2 separate regions of the Drosophila melanogaster genome follow, and region 2 is linked to region 1. A link is a contact called in public targeted proximity ligation data. All regions are on one chromosome and are shown on one strand. The core of a region is the stretch at or near the end of the contact, and the rest is flanking DNA. Distances in the headings are between cores, read along the strand shown. Region 1 overlaps nuf (nuclear fallout). Region 2 overlaps fz (frizzled).

Region 1 (3,738 bases), core at 390-2,889:
TCAAAGTCCGCTGGATTGAGGCTGAGAAACGTCTCCTGATCGATCAATATTGGCGGGTGTTTTCCAAAGCCACAGTAGTCACTTCCAGCACCGCCAGTGACTCCCAAACTGTAGGCGTTGCTTAGCGGATTTTGCGAGGCACTTGTGTTAAAACTCAAATTCAGATCCTCCAGACTATCCGTAGATAGTTTTCGGTTTTGTTGCGCTCCGATTCTGCACTTGTTGTTGTTCAAATTGCTATTGTTGTTGTTGTTGTTGCTGTTTTTGTTGCTCTGCTGATTTGTGGGTCCTACGAATTCGAATTGGCCCGCCCACATATCATAGGCTAAATCGATGCTATCGGGCTGGCTGGCAGGTTGACTACTCATGATTTACTTTTTATTTTATTTTTGGGTAGTTTTGTTCCTTATTGGGGCGTGGCACTGGTTGGATTGATGTTTTGTTTTCATATATTTTCGCACTTTGATGTTTTGTTTCTTTATTTTGTGATTTTTCATTTGTGTAGGAAGACTGTTTTATTTTAGTTTTATAGGCACATAATTCAGATATTTTTGTATTGCTTTGTTTTCATCTCTCAATTTGACTTTAAGGCACTTTTCTGGGCATATTTAAGCTTGGCTCTGGCTAAACAAAATATGTTATACATAAGAATTTTATATTGCATTATTCTGAAAACCTTTGTGGCATTCAAATTGATTAATTTCAATTTATTTAAATTAGGTATTTTATGTTTTTTTGTTTTATTTTTAAAGATCATAGTTTATTTTTCGTTATTTATAAAACTGTTAAACAATAGATATTTTAACTAAAGCATTGTTGGTACAGTAACAAAATCTACTTATAACCGCTGCTCAGCACGTCTTGAGGTCCCATAGCAATCTCATTTAAAAATTCCCCTTGCATAATTATAATCAAAGCAATTCTTCAGCAGATCTCATCCAACAGATTGTCCCCCACGAATTTCTTTCTGTATCTCCAAAAATGAGTTTCTTGAACTGCCAGCAGAGTTCACAGAGTAAACAAAAGAATTTTTCTTTTCCCCAAGCAGTTAAATGAATTATGCAGAAACGTAATAGTTGCAAAAAAATAAATAGAAGCTTTGCAAATGATTTCTTCTTTTGTATCGCGATGGCCTTTAGCACTATTCTTAACAAATTGAAAGGTAATTGTTTGAGATTTGGATTTGGATAGGTCCCATACAGAGAGGAGAGTTGCAGAAAGCAGAGCAAGAAATTGTCTGCAAACAAAAGCAAAGAATGGTGGAAAAGCATAAAGAATTTTTCTGTATTTCATGCAGGAAATGTGCGCTTGCAAAAAGATAAACGAAACAAGAGAATCCACGAAGACAGTCTCCACAACACTGGATGTCCCCTCTGCAAACCACTCTTCTCCCAAACAGAGTCTCATTCTTTCTACACGACTGGGTTTGGTTTCTTCTGGGCTTCTGGCTAAGTTTAATTTCCTAGCTGAATTGATGAACTTCGTGTAGATAAAACAAAGCAATGGAAAGAAGCGACCAAGGAGAGGAAAAACTGTTGGTGCATGCAATTCTTCTGCCGTAACTGAAAGAATTGCATAATCTAGTCAGAGACCGTCTTTGCTCTTCACTGCTGTCTCTTCTCAAGCGATGATTCAATCCAACGCTAGAAACAAACGGCATGGGTAAATGTGTCATGAATTTGAATTTTCTCATCTTTCGCTAAATTGTTTATAATAAACTGTATGAATCAGAAGAGCAGAACAGAAACGGGAATTATACGAATTAAGATGAAAATAAGAAGGAGAGCAGAATATACAATTCTGCACACTGTCCAATGTCAAATGGGTTTAAGTGGCTTGTCATAATAAATTAGAATTTATTTGTTTTACTTTTTTGCTTAGCTAAGAAATTGGAAGCATACTTTCACATACGAAAAGAGGAAACGCGACGATTTAAATCTTTATGAATTCTTAAAGTTTTAATGCTCTGCTTTTTAAAAATCACTTTGAAGACCAAGACCACAAATCCCTCAATGAACATAAATAGAAGTCAAAAACAACTTGACCGCAAGACTCATTGATCTGTGGACAATTTTGTCAATGAAGCATGGCAAACGCAGAAGCAACAACAACAACAATAACAACAACAACAACTTTCACCAACAAAACTTGTCTAGTAAACAACTGAAAATAACAACAACAACAAGCCCTGTCGTAAATATCTTGTGCAACTTGTTTCGTTTCGTTGGAAAAATTATGATGAAAATTGAAAGTAAGTGAAATAGCCGCTTCAATAACAATTTCTATTTTCAACTGCAATATTTTCGGAATTTTATGCAGTAGCAGACACGTTTTATGATGCATCTTTCATCGCCTAACGCTCGAAATCCGAACTAAAGGAATGTTTGGAGTTCAGCTGAAATATCTGAGTTTAAATGGGGGATCCCATAATGAATGCACACGCGCTATCTCGGGAACTATTCGAGTTTATGCGTTCCCAGATAAAGCATTTATGTGGAGCCATAAAGATTGACTTGTTTAGCATAAATAGCTCACATTTGTGACTGAGGTATTAGCTGAGGTAGCAAGTCATGGTTAAGTTGGGATAGGGTGGATCGTAAATAGATTTCTGGGGTTGCTCGGAAAAATATTTGGGGAATTTAAAAATCAAGAAGATTAATGTGATCGAAGCATACCCATAAATGAATCACACCACTTCCGAAATTCGGATGCACTTACTCATTTATGTATTCTAATATACATTTAAGTGGGTAGTTACTTCCGGACCCTCATCATTTATGTATTCTAATCTATATATAAGTGGCTAGTTTCTTTCGAACTTTTGTATTCCTACGAACCCCTAGAAAACTTCCAATATTTCAACTTGGCAACAAATTCGTGCCAATTACCCCGTCTAACCTCGATTTCTTGGCCTGGTGTTGCAGTTTGCATTTGCAATTATTTCTTCTGTTGTTGCATTTTACATGGCAATAAACCTTTCGGACGACCGCCCACGCTAAGACAAAGAACTAAAAGGTGAAACTGAAACAACATGCTAACCCCATTTTACAGACTGGGGAAAACGACAAGGAGGGCTAGAGACGAAGGGAAAGAGACAAAAGTCGCGACATACAACAGCTGTTTCCTGCCACAAACTGATCTACCACAAATTGTTTTTACCTTCCATTATTATTGCATTGGTATAAGAAATATTAAAAAAAAAATAAGAAGATTACACAGATAAAAGCATTCTTTTTTCTGGCATTAAGTGTGCTAGTCACAGTATACATTATATAAGCCAACCCTCTCTTTACTTCTTCTTTTTTTTTTAGAACCAACAGACCGTAAAATTATTTTGTTCAGACTTTGAGCAGAATTCTAGACAATTTTACATATCCTCGTCGTACAGCTATTTTCCAACCTCTCCCTATTTTCATTGTTATTTTGTTCCTCAGGTTTTGAATTCCCGCCTAGTTTCTAATTACCAGAAAATGCAATGGCTGGCTAAGTTTGCTTTTCTTTTACTTGGAATTTGTGGCGTGCTGTTTACTTTTGTAGTCTAGTAAACTGAATCATTCTTAGTCTTATCAAATCGTTCGGCGACGTGTATAGTTAAGGTGCCCTTGTCAAAGCTTCATTTTCACGTTATCACATACAAATTTAAATAAAGGTCAATATGAGGGCCAATTAAAAGCAGGGCATGACTGATAAAGATTTTACTTTTTAAAGAACTTTATTTGCTTTGAATGATTCCAAGTT
Region 2 (3,557 bases), core at 83-2,582, 120 kb before region 1:
AAAAAAAAAAAAAAAATGAAGAAAACACGAAATCGGGAAAATAAGGAAAGCGGCGAAACTTTGTACGCGCAGCGTTGTACAACGATTTGTTATCTCGGCATTTGTATCTAAGCGTTGCAGTTAACGGTACTCAGACATACTCAGACGCAGCCACGCACCGAGTACAAGTTGTTTTAGCAGTTTTTGCAAGTGCTGCCAAAACATATTGGTGCAGAAAAACACTTTGCCAAAAAGGCAAAACGATGTCATGCACATATTTTTAACTGCAGTCGAAAACTTATCTAAATTTGCAAATCAACAGTGTTTCAAAAAATCCGACAGATGACTTCCCGGCTGTACACTGAACCGGATCTTAAAACGAGATCCTTAGGATGGTCCTGCCATATCATAACCCTACACATGTTTAACATGCACAGTATCAGTGTGAAAGGGAGACAATCAAGGGCCCTCAACTCGCATGCATCTGGCCATTAAAAATGATTTATATGCGGCAGCGCAAAAAATGAATCGTATGCATATATATCCCGTATTCATAAGCCGAGTTTAGTTTGTGCTGCTGCTTTATTGATGTTAATTTATGTATGTTTCACTTGGCTTTCTTGCCACGCATGTCTTTTGAGCTCTCGAGAGCTGCAAAGTTGATTTACAGCTGCAGTTTGGGTTGGGTTGAAGTTGGGATTGGATTCAGATTCGTAATGGGTTGGGTTAGTCCTGGGTCTACGGAGTCTAGAGTCTAGAGTCCACAGTCTAGGTGGGTAGTCGCTTAATTGGTCGCCACCTAGCCACATGTTGCGCCATGTATGCTGTGGAGTTTCGATTTCAGTTTTGGCCCGGTAATGCGAAACGCACTTTCGAAACCACAAAAACAAATGCAACAAAATATTTATGATTTATTTGAATAGGCGTCTTAATGGACGGCTTTGTATCGGCAATAAATGGCCTATTGATAAAGTTGTGTGAATTATTTTCCATAATTTGGCTGAACAACGCCATCTAATGTTAATGTTTTTCTGTTCCACTTCCTAATCATGATTTTTTATAGTTCAATTCGACATTTATTGCGTTCAATCACATATGATAAATTACAATGATTGATTCTAAAAATGCCATTCCTTCTAATAAATGGCTTAAAATATGGTCTACATTCTATTCTACATAAATATAAAAATTTAACACAAGCAAATACTATCCACTTGACAGGGCAACATAAATAAAGTTCTGAACCAGTAAGCGATCCCATCAGGCAATTTATGTGTGTCCGAAGCCAATTCAAAATGACTAATGTAGCCAAGATCATTTTAGATCTCTTCGGATCACTAAATTCAGCTCACACACAGAGTGGCCTTTTATTTCATATACACAATCATTTCAGTGGTGCCAGTGCTTATCTTTTATGTAAATTTATGAACCAGTCTGGGGCCACTCAAAAAAGTTGACTGGCAATAATTATGATTTCTTCAAGTGTGCACAAGCAACTAAACATGCAGACCGTATATACGCGTCAATATAGTGTTGCATATATTTTTTGTGGATATATATTTTACACAAGTCATGGCAAGATGTCTATTGACAGCCCAGCCACACAGAGACACTTGACGGGCAGCTCGAGTGGCTTTTTGAGAAACCAGTCTCGAGTGCGTTAGAATACCAGCTCAAGTGGGCAGTGGAGGAGTGGCGAGAATCGGGGGGAATGCCGCAGGAGGGATATGACCAGGGATCAGGAGGAGCTCTGGTCTTGTGCTAAGCCATCGGGAGATATTCCCATTGGCAAGCGCCGTACTTCAGATGCCGTCAGTCCGCAAATGGAACTGAGACTCAAACCGAGACCGAGATTGATATTGCCCAGAAACCGAGGATGATACAAACACTCAAACAAAAATAATGGTAAAAAAGAGAGAGGAATATCAAATAAATGATTAGGCGTCCCAATGTATTCTTGTATATAAATATATGTTTTATGATTGCTTCCTTCTTATTGGAGTTAAGAACCCTTAGCCTTCTCAGCCCAATGCTATCAAATAACTACCAAACTTTTAAAATTGTTCCTGTTTTTCAATCCCAAGTGCTAAACACATTGTATTGTATTTCTTACAGTGAAGTACACACCTAACCGGTGTGTCTTCTTTACAAGAAGATCCTCTCGGGCTCCTAAATAGCTATGATTAAATTTATATAGTTATAGTAGCAGGGCCTGCGGCTGTCCAGCAAAATCAAAGTAAAATTAACTTTATGGCATAATTGTAGGGGAAACAAAGTGAGCTTCTGCGTCCCCAATTGCACTTTAAACTAATTCATAAATCCGACCGGAGTCGAGACCTCAAGAGCAGGCCTAATTGCCACCATTTGTGGTCCCATGTGCCATGTGCGATGTCAAGTGAGTGCCGGCTGAGAGGAACTCGAGTGCAAATCGATGTTGGTAATCTAGCCAGTAAATATATATAAATATTTAGTGCCCTCTGCTGCCAGAGTTTGTGTGTTTATCGTGTCTAATTATGGCAAATTAGCCAGAGTAGTGCCATAAATCAATGCGGGTCTCCTGGGAGGAGAAGCTCTACTCACTCGTTTGGGGACATAGGGGTCAATCAACGGATAACTCATAAAATTTACATACCTGAAATGAAAAGAATTTAGAGAACATGGAGTTAGAGATTGCACAAACAAATGGCTTTTAAGTTTTTAAATATTATTGGGTAAACATTAATGTTTGATTACGAGTGTGTTCATTAAATGTTCATTCGCTATTCAACTAATTTACCACAATCTTTTTTCTAAATGCCGATTCTTCATGGTCACTGAAAACCCCTCATCCCGGTGAGGGGTTAAGACGTGTAAGTTGGACAGTGGGGGTTAAAGTTGGGGAGAACAACGAAAAATGCAGCGAGCCAAATTTGCTTGACATTTACAACTGGCCAAGTTGCCCAACTCGCATTGGGTATTTACTGCCTGATGTACTCATTCGACTCACCGGTGAGGAGCTGTGCCATTTTAAGTGTTTATAGGTATTTATTTTTATTGTTTTTATGCTTAACGATTTTTTAAGTGGAGTGCAGAAGGAACGTGAAACAGCAGCCAAACGAGATTTGTATGCAAAGTGCTCTGGACTCCGTTTTTCCCCATCTTTTCAACCAAACAGTGTTCGGTTGAATTGTTGTACATTTTTTTCTTTTTTTTTTTGGCATCGTTGGTCTGTTGGCATTTTCTGTGGCTCTTCTTGGTCGAGTTAACAAGGCGCAACAAGAAGGCGGCATAGTTAAAGCCGGTGGCCAAAGTCGCCAAGTCCCCAAAGCCAGGGGGCAATTTAAATGACCAAAACCAGAACCAAAACTGAAAAGAATACGGCGCATTCCTTGGCGGGCAGCAGATTTATGTGTCCTTTGTTCTGGCGATTACAATGCTCTCGCGTAGCCGCAACAAATTTTCCCTTTCAATCGGCTCACCATCGCCCAGGCAATATTTCAATTAATTCGTGGAAAATGCGCTTACAAAGAAATATCATTAATGGGCCTTTTGTCAGAATTCTGCAGACTGGTGGGAATGGGAAATTAATGAGCTTCGAT

The links.
Region 2: a targeted proximity ligation map of the Kc167 cell line shows a contact between it and region 1, with 3 times the contacts expected there.

Annotation. Positions count from the first base shown.
Region 1 is chr3L:14,222,317-14,226,054 of dm6, reverse strand. All of the region lies in intron 7 of nuf (nuclear fallout), which reads right to left. Among named protein-coding and RNA genes, the nearest start is that of CG7768, 6.0 kb to the right of the region's middle.
Region 2 is chr3L:14,345,171-14,348,727 of dm6, reverse strand. The region is part of intron 4 of fz (frizzled); the gene reads right to left. Among named protein-coding and RNA genes, the nearest start is that of CG13482, 18 kb to the right of the region's middle.